Regions from separate parts of the Podarcis muralis genome. Here region 2 is linked to region 1. The links are chromatin contacts, called in public Hi-C maps. All regions are on one chromosome and are shown on one strand. The core of a region is the stretch at or near the end of the contact, and the rest is flanking DNA. Distances in the headings are between cores, read along the strand shown.

What was found. Hi-C and Micro-C count contacts between places; a contact is called where the count stands out from the background.
Region 2: a contact with region 1 is called in a Hi-C map of blood, with 5 times the contacts expected there. The contact joins the promoter of LY96 here to the promoter of GDAP1 in region 1. A contact is called at or near these places in 2 of 3 Hi-C or Micro-C datasets (blood and tail).

Annotation. Positions count from the first base shown.
Region 1 is chr8:32,087,047-32,091,950 of rPodMur119.hap1.1, reverse strand. GDAP1 (ganglioside induced differentiation associated protein 1) reads left to right here and starts at 1,894. Exons shown (of 6, transcript XM_077932906.1): 1 at 1,894-1,986; 2 at 3,312-3,582; 3 at 4,358-4,550. The coding sequence starts at 3,466.
Region 2 is chr8:32,220,304-32,225,207 of rPodMur119.hap1.1, reverse strand. LY96 (lymphocyte antigen 96) reads left to right here and starts at 1,914. Exons shown (of 4, transcript XM_028736683.2): 1 at 1,914-2,084; 2 at 4,229-4,324. The coding sequence starts at 1,958.

The DNA.
Region 1 (4,904 bases), core at 645-3,144:
GCGATTTTAATATAAGCATAATAATATCACAAGCAACAGGAAAATCACTTACACAGTTCAATGGGGGTTTCAGTGGGAGAGCATGTAAACAGAGTAGATCAATGAATTAATTTAGACTGTCACCCTAAATGAGTTGTTTCAGAGCAGCGTGACTCCTAGAGTTCATAAATGTTTTCTGCTGAGTTGCTATATGAATTAAATCACAATAGTCACTTCTCTAATATGATTTTTCATCTAGTTATAATCATGATATTTTAGTTTAAGAGAACATGCATTCATTTGTCTGGTTAGTCAGCCTACAATCCTTCCCACACTTTCCAGGAAATATGTTACACTGAACTTGTTGAGACTCATGAGGAAACATGTATAGGATGACTCTGTTTTTGCTCTTCTGCATTTCTAAGATGAAATGCAATCTAAATTTGAAGCTTTGCCATAATGAGTACAGTAGTTGTTTGGGATGTTCAATTTTTTTTTTTAAAAAAAGAAGGCTAGGATAAAGTAAGGTAAGAACAGCAGAATGCATTTATCATTAATGTAATTTCATTATAAATCTTTTTTCAATTGTAGTCTTTGAAATAAAATCTCTTTATTAAAACAAAATGTAGCAATCCCCATATTTTGTACTTAGTAATCAGATCTGAGGCTCAATTCACACAGGCAGCAGATCTGTAGGTAAGATGTCCAGTTTTACATACCACTCTCACATTGCAGATATAACAGGACCTTATGTGACTTGCTGAGATTACAAAGCAAGTGTGTAAGAGAGCTTGGAAAAATCCCAAGCAATTGCCTGGCGCCTCTCTTAAAGGCAACTACACACGAGAAAGTCCTATGGGACCCAGTGGATCTCACTACTAAGTATATTTAGGACTTGAAGGGTAGGGTCTTAACTTTGAATCTGGACAACTAGGAAACTGGAGTACGGTATTCTACTTAAGTCATGTTATGCATCACGAGGGATACAAAAGTTTCTAACAGCAGCTAAATGGCTTTTGTATTGTATTTGTGAGCCCTGCTGTTGTTTCTCCATGTCCATCCTTGTATTCCCCTGTTTCCAGATCACATTTTCACATTTATGATTTGAGTAGAGCAGTGAGTAGTAGTAAAAGTAGTCTTTTTTTTCTTTTTAAAGAACTTATCTGAATTGTGACTTCTTAAGCTCCTAGTGCAATATGATAGCACACAATATGACAGTCCAATTTGTACGGCACTTCTGGTATTAAATTGAAATGGTTGCCACCTTCGTTGCCAACGAATGAGGCACTGAGGGAGAAAGCAGTGCCCTTATGTCCTTAAAGAGAAATCATGATCACAGGTGCCTTCAATTTGCTCCAGAACTTTAATCTGTTCATTACTCTAGACAGAATTATGTACAACTGGGAATACAGGAAGCACCTTCCAAAATGGCTAGAAATTCCCATGGGAAACATGGGAAAAGAGCCAAGCAGATTGCAGATTCCACATTGCTCAGTCTCATGTAGAATAGAGATGTGTTTGGAGTTGCAGGGTTTTGTTGTTGTTGTTGCTGCTTTACACATATACACATGATTCATAATTATCTCACATAATATAGTTTATATGCGCATTGGGGGTTTCAAGTAAAACTTTCCTCTTTGTGGGTATGCCTTGCATTTTAATATATGTATTATTGTATTATGATTTTACATTGTTGTAAGCCACCCTGAGTTAGAGATAGATAAAAAGATACATGGATTCAAAATGCATATAATTGGTTAACAAAAATGAAAACTCATTTGTTTGGAACTTCACTGTAGGACACAGATAACCCCCCCCCCAAATCCCTTCCATTTGCCCAACCATTTCTCGAAATATGGAGACCTCTTGTGGTCATTCAGGGACATGTTTACTGGATGCATGTTCATCACTCCTACAGGCTGTGTGATTTCTAGAAATAGCAGGAAATCTCGAGGAATCTTGATAATAGACAAGAGTGTACTTCATCAGAAGCTGTTTCCTCTCAAAGTAAGTTAGTGCCACAAGATATGTATTTGTCTTTAAGGCAGGGATGGAGAACCTATGTCTCTCCAGGGGTTGTTGGACATCAGCTCCAGCTAGCATGGCCAGTGGTCAAGAATGATGGGACTTGTAGTACAGGAACATCCAGAGGGCCAAGAGTTCCCAATCCCTGTTTTAAATTGTTGTAGAACTCTTCCTTTTTCTGGCTACGTTTCTATAATTTATTCATCTAGATTTAATGTGTCTGATTAGTGATACTCTTGCATATAAATATAAATATAAATTCTGTTTCTGACAATGCAATCCTATTCATATCTACTCAGAAGAAAGTTTCATTGACTTCAATAGGACTTACTCCCAAATTAATTCAGTACAGGATTGCAGTTTGACACTCTTATTAAGGAAGTTGGCTAATCTAGAGTTCCATCATCAAATTTTGGTCTTGTGTTTATAGATTTTGCATCACCATTTTTCACTTTCTGAATGTTGCCCTTATTCAGAACATTGGTAGGAGCCAGATGTAGACAATGTCTCACAATACATCCCCTATTGTATTTGCATATAGTCTATTTAACATTACTCAACATTGCTTTTTCTTTTTTTTAATATTCTTGAAGGGCTCCCCACCTTTCGTTATAGGCTGGCTATGGTAGCCTATAGAAAATAAAACATCTCATTCATGCACACAAACAATTGTGCTCCCTAGGTTTTAAAACATATTTATATTTATTTGTAATTTCCACCCTGCTGTCAGTAGTGCACATTTTATTTGACATCATTAAATGCATGCTAATGCTGAAATATGAAAAAAAAAATATTATATGCAACCATTTTTGACAAAAGCAAGGTAAATTAATCAACATGGAGTGTAATGAGGAACCATTAAAATTCAAGGAAGGAGTTTAATCAATTTGTAGAAGTAGAGGAATGGAAGGCTAAGTTTGCAAGGGATTAGCATAGCCTCCTGTGCTCTCTTTAAACATTTTCTCTTTGTAGAACTTACCTCCTTTCTTAACATGTGAAAATCAGATAAAATAATTCTTGGAGGGCTGTCAGGTTTTTGCTGTCTCAGATAAAATAATTCTTGGAGGGCAATCAGGTTTTTGCTGTCTCAGATGTAAATTCTTGACTGGAATCACAATTTGCCTTCATTTTTATTTTTTATTTTTTTGCAAATTAGAAAATAGGATACATACAAGAGAACCCTCTTCCAATTCTTTGTGTTCTGCATTTATATAGGTTCCCTCTGTTGTTGTTGTTCTCCCTCTGTGCCTCTTTTAAATCTCCCTAGGTTCAAACTGATGGCAATTTCAACACTTCTCCCATTTCAGGTTCCAAGGGAGTCTAAGGGCATCGTCAGAATAGCAGCTTCATCTGTCAGCAGTGAGCATGCTCAGTCCATGGAGCAGACTCAGTAACGACGAGAGAGCAAAATCTCATAGGTAGAATCTCGGAGTGGTGAGTTGAGCCGAGAGAAAAGGTGAAATGGCAGAAGAGAAGGAGGACCAGGCTTCAGGGGAAATGCCTCCAGCTGAAGTGTATTTGAAGACAGATGACAAACTGATCCTCTATCATTGGACTCAGTCCTTCAGTTCCCAAAAGGTGAGTAGCTAGTGTGGCTGTTTCTAAGAATGTCAGATTTCAGAACCCGGACAGCTCCCTCTGTATGTTTTGCCCACCTAAAAGGTGGTTGCTGGGTGTGGATGGACACTCTGTTTATCTAAATGCAGCTGCAAGAATGCATTTGGAGAAAAAAGGAGGGAGAGGGGAGAGTAGGGAAAGGGGAGCCCAGTGTGCTTCTTAAACAGGCCTCAGAGCCCTTACAATTGTCATAGTCTAGGGATAGCCAATGTGGTGCCCTTCAGATGCTATTAGACTTCAATTCCCACCAGCCCAAGCCAGCATGGCCAAGGGTCAGGGATGATGGGAGCTGTAGTCCCAACAACATCTAGAATGGACCACACTGACTACCTGTCATATAATTTTATTTAATTTAAAACAGTTAGCTGTTTCCAAGAATAAATAAATTGAGCAGCAAAAGGGAGAAACAATATTTGCTTGCTTCTTCATACATGGTTTTCTTTACAGAGACCACAGAGTGCATTTAGGAAATTAATGGGTATCATGTTGTGAGAATGTCCCTACCAGAATCCACCTGCAATGTTGAACCAAATTAAATAGTATGTTACTCATTTTCAAAACAGCAGCAGCAGCAGCAACAACAAATTAATTAATTAATGTTATATGTATAATGTTTTAATAATGCTGTTAGTTTCAGATTCTTCATGTGTGTTTCCAAACTCTATTAATAGGAAATATGTATTTTTAATAGGACAGCTGTAAAGCTTCGACAAGAATGTTCATATATATTTTTCAGGTGCGTTTGGTGATTGCTGAAAAGGGACTAAAATGTGAAGAGCATGATGTAAGCCTTCCACTGAGTGAACACAACGAGCCTTGGTTTATGCGTTTAAATGCATCTGGAGAAGTCCCTGTACTCGTCCACAGAGAAAACATAATTTGTGATGCAACTCAGATTGTTGACTATCTTGAAGAAACTTTTGTGAATGGTAAGAAGAGTCCTTTGGTGATTTTTCGTAATGTAAATGTTGGGTGTGAGTTACACCTTGCTGCATGAGGATTTGTTTACAGGTGCCCAAATGCTTGCCCAAATGTTACCGATTGTCTACAGATGCCCAAATGCTTCTAGGAGGGTCACATAATGTGCAGTTTAGTCCTTGTGGCACACTGAAAAATGGGGTTAGGAAATGGGGTTTGTTGAACCTGGGATCTCCTGCAAAGAAAGCTTGTGCAGTACCACTGAATGAGGCCATAGTGCTCTCCTACTGTTGCCTGAAAGCACCAAGGTTTGCAATTGAGCCTTCTCCCATCACAGTATTGCAGTGACTGAGACTTTAAACTTT
Region 2 (4,904 bases), core at 665-3,164, 130 kb before region 1:
CTTTCTGGTGGGCACCAGTGTCTACTTGGATAACTAGTTTCCTGGGATTTCTTATAAGTTAATAGTGTAGTTATGCCAATTAATGCGTATAAGGAAATTCCATGTGTCCCAGTAGCGGACCTCCATTTTGGGGCCCCTGAAGCTTGAGTGGTCATGGGGCCCCTTCACAACCAGCAGTGAGGTCTGGGTAACCCCTGCTTTCTTCAGAACACCTTTACAACATCTGTGCTACTGACTCTCAAACTTTGGGATTGTAAAAATATATGCAACAAAAAATTGATCCATTTGAATCATGCAAGTCAAATTGAGTCTACTAGATCCCCCCAAATTAAGCAACGTGGACCCCTTCAGGACTAGGGACCCTGAAGCTTAAGATTAATTTGTTCCATAGTAGATCCACCCCTGGTGTATCCTAACTATATCAAAGTCCAGAGATTTCATAGCAATAATATGTTCTACAGGAAATGTTTCTATGCAGGTGCTCTGGGAAAACAATATTTTCATACATAGCGTGTACCTGAATAAATAGGGACGCGGTTGGCACTGTGGTCTAAACCACTGAGCCTCTTGGGCTTGCTGATCAGAAGGTCGGCGGTTCGAATCATCGCAACGGGGTGAGCTCCCGTTGCTTGGTCCCAGCTCCTGCCCACCTAGTTTGAAAGTATGTCAAAGTGCACGTAGATAAATAGGTACTGCTCTGGCGGGAAGGTAAATGGCGTTTCCGTGCGCAGCTCAGGTTTCGCCAGAAGCTGCTTAGTCATGCTGACCACATGACCCGGAAGCTGTCTGCAGACAAATGCCGGCTCCCTCGGCCTATAGAGCAGTGTTTTTCAACCTTTTTTGGGCAAAGGCACACTTGTTTCATGAAAAAAAATCACGCGGCACACCATTAGAAAATGTTAAAAAAATTAACTCTGTGCCTATATTGACTATATATAAAGTAATTCTCTTGAATAGGAATCAAATAAACACAAAGAAAGTATTTTATAATTACTTTATTATGAAATAGTAAGTAAACAGAAATATGAAAAATTATAAAATACCTTACTTTTAAATCTTTCAAATTTTTTATTTTTTCCCACGGCACACCAGGCAACATCTCGCGGCACACTAGTGTGCCACGGAACAGTGGTTGAAAAACACTGCTATAGAGTGAGATGAGTGCCGCAACCCCAGAGTCATCCGCGACTGGACCTAATGGTCGGGGTACCTTTACCTTTACCTTACTCAGATCTAGAAATATTTTCTGAATTTCTTTTTAACCATAACAGTTTCACCTACTTACCTTTTATCAACTACACACACACACACACACACACACACACACACACAGAGAGAGAGAGAGAGAGAGAGAGAGAGAGAGGGGTCATTCCGCTTTATTAGTTCTGAAATGCCAAATCACTGCACTTTTATTGTCTGGCATTTGGAGGACACAACAGAAGCAGTACAAAAACAACAACTCTTGAATAACTGTGATATGAAATATTATAGGATTTCAGCCGCAAGCTATAGGACAGGCACAGATGGGAGGGGAAGCAATATGTGCACCCCAAAACCTTTGCAGGCATTGAAAGCAGGGTTATGCATGAACACCCTGGTACCATCATGAGCTTAGATGATCATGAGCAACTTCCTCATTTGATATTGTGAGACAAACACGATGGTTCACTAGTTTTCTCTTTTGCCGTTTTAGAATTCACTTCTTGAAATGTAGTTTTGTCCAAACTAGGTTAGGTATAGATAATCAGGCAAAATTAGGGTATTCTTCTTAAGCAACTGGGAAAGGCTTTCAAGCATTTGAAGTGCACCTTCTGTAGAAGCGTAATTAAAAACGACAAGGGAAAAAAAGCCCCTGAAATCACATGTCTGAGGGTGGGTGACTAAGCGTAACTTTCTTCCTCTTAAGTAAAAATGATGCAATACCGTCTTGTATCCTTCTATGTGACCTGCTCTCGAAATGGTTTATAGACATAGAAACATGTTCCTGCTTGTTATGATTCTCTCCGTTTGTGGATTTACTGTGGCAGAAGAAAGACACCTGCTTTGCAGTTCAGACGACGTAGACATTTTATATTCCAACTGCAGTAAGTAAAGTATCAGATGGCTCTAATTTCCAATAGCGTTTGTGAAATAATTAGGATCACTTCCCCCTTTCCCCCTTTCCTCCAGGTGTTTTCATTAGGATTGCACATATTAATTTCTGTCTCCAATTTCCATTTATTTAAGTAAGACAGAAAAAAAGAGTGTGTTGCAAATAACGCTGGAGAACAACACAAATAATTGCTGGCTTTTATAGTTTTCAAGGGAGATCAGCCATTGCTTCTTGGTCCTAATATACTTTGGTGGTATCAGCGATATTTCACACTTGGCACATACTAGCTGAGGGCCAAATTCAGTTATTTTCATGCATCTCACGTCTCTTTAAACAGTTGCAAATAGCAGTTCTGTGGGGGTAGGGGTGTGATTTGAATGTGACCAGGCCAGGATATGTGCATAACTCTTTCTACCTGCCTCCATTTCCCCCCAACAGAAGTCACACACACTGTTATTTGCTACATTATGGAAAAAGTTATGTGTGCATGCTAATGTGACAAGCAGCAGTTTAAGGGAAGCAATTTTCACAGGGGAAAGTGTGTATGTGTATAAAGGTTTACACCCCTCGCCCTGCATATCAGTGCTGATCTGGGTCGGCCTCCCCCGAGGTGGCTGCCATTTCTAAAACTTCACACAGATCAGAGATGCTGGTGCCTCACCCAGTTTGTTTGTCCCTCTGTGAGCCTGTAGACAGCTTCCTCATTCCTCATTCACCATCTTAACACTCTGTAACGTATTATCATTGGGCCTCTGCCAAGCTCTTTCCTGGAAACTTCTTCCTCTTCCTCTTTTATGACTTTCACTTGGCCTTGATGAAGATATCATGCTACTGCTATTGTGTGTCCAGGCAGAGACCCCCCAGCCCAGAGAGACGATCAGAAGGAATAATGACTCGTGACAAAGTGTTATGGAATAAAAATTGGCCACAACTTTATTAAACCTTTCAGATGTAGGAAGACCTTGGCTTAGGCATTGGGCGTGTATCTCTCCCAGCTCCATCAGCCGGGGGAACTGGGGCTCCTCATGGTGAATGGGAGGGTGCACAGCAAGATGCTTGTGTATGCTGGCAGCCCACCCCATATCCCTGCAAGGTAGGGAAGTTCACTGACAACCTTTCAGTGTATGGCCAGTGACTCCCACATACAAACCCCTTTAAGAGGGGACCTTGGAATTGCCGCCCTGGGGGGGGGGAGGTTGTGAATTCACTCCCCCCCCCATTAAGGGAAGATAGACTAAAGGATTCCGCGGTTGCTGTCAGCTCCGCCTCCTATTTAAGCAACTGGCCCCACTTCCCTGTGGTGCTGATTGGCTGAGGTTAGGCGGGAACCTCCAATGATTAGCACAGGGAGGGAGGCCAGCCCAAACAGCTGGTGGGTCCCACATGACCAAGGTGCTGTGCGTGGTCCCACAAAGGGCACCCACAAAGGAAGGTGTGAGCGCTCATTGTTTAGAAAGTACAGGTGGTTAGCTAAAGGAGTGCTTAAAAATATTTATGTGGATAACCATAAAAGGGTGGCTTCACTGTATATCCAAGTGCATGACCACAGATCAATGGATAAAGTAGCACAATGCAACATGGGTGTCTGTAGTACTGTACTCCAGTGTGATCAGGATGAAAAGCCAGAGAGACAGAGCAATGCTTGATTTCTGTTTGAATCCAAGGCTGCTGCGATGCGAAAAGCAAGACCCTTTTGGAGTGGTTTTTAATTTTTTTTTAAACAAAACTGATTCCTTATTTATTTTATAAGCTTTTTAGATTTTGAATATACAGCAGACATTTTCCAAAAAAACCCAAACAAAAACTCTTCCCTCAGGGAAAACACTGTACAGACTTCCTCTTATCACATGATTTTGGAAAGCTTTATGTGCTTTGATTTGACCGTTTTGGAGCGTTAATGCTGCGAACCCCTCCATCATAGTCTCAGTTGTATCTCTCCCCCCCCCCCTCTGCTGTCCTTCATTCCAAAGGAATCTCACACCTCTCAGAGATTGGGGTGACGTGCAACAATATTAACTTCAAAGGTGAAGTGTGTTGCATTTTGCATTTCAGCAGAGGCTCTAATAAGGAAGTTCAAAAGTTTGTGCCATTTTGTAATGAGATTTGCAACATTATTAAACTTTCTTTGTTACGCAGGTAGAGGCCTTCCAACAAAAGACTTCTCCTTTACAGTAGAGCCGTGTTCACTAAAGGGTAATAGAAAATGGCGGGGAACTCTTTTCTGGATTCCAAGTAAGATATATTCCTATTTCAAGTAACACCAAGCTCATTGCTTTACATTACTACGAGATGCACTTCAACCTGAAAGTTTTATTCATTGCTGGGCTGTATTAACTGGTGGCTTTGTACTTATGGGAGGTTGTTCCACGGAGGTGGGGTGGGGATCTGATTGCCATATCCCATACTGCTTGGGAGGGGTGTGTCTCCCAATCTCCAGAAACACTTTTTGGGAAGGGGTGCTAAGTTGAGGCAGGGTGTATTAGTGAAAATCACGTGCCCTGCCTTGCACTAGTGATACAAACTGTTGCATAGAACTCCAGAAGGGATGCTGTTAAACCTTGGGCAGAAGAAGAAGTTTATCACAGCTGCTCAAGGACAGAAAGCAGATGTTGAAAATCAACTCACAAATGAAGCCATTTTGTCCTTAGGCTTTTAGAGAAGATTTTATCATCATGTGGAGGTGGGAAGGAGAGACATTTGGCATGAGCCAATCCCACTTCCATTGGTTTGTCCATACATTTCACATAATTTACTCTGGATGTATTCTTATTTTGTTTGTTCGTTTAGAGGTTCTCTGTAATACTGAAAGCAA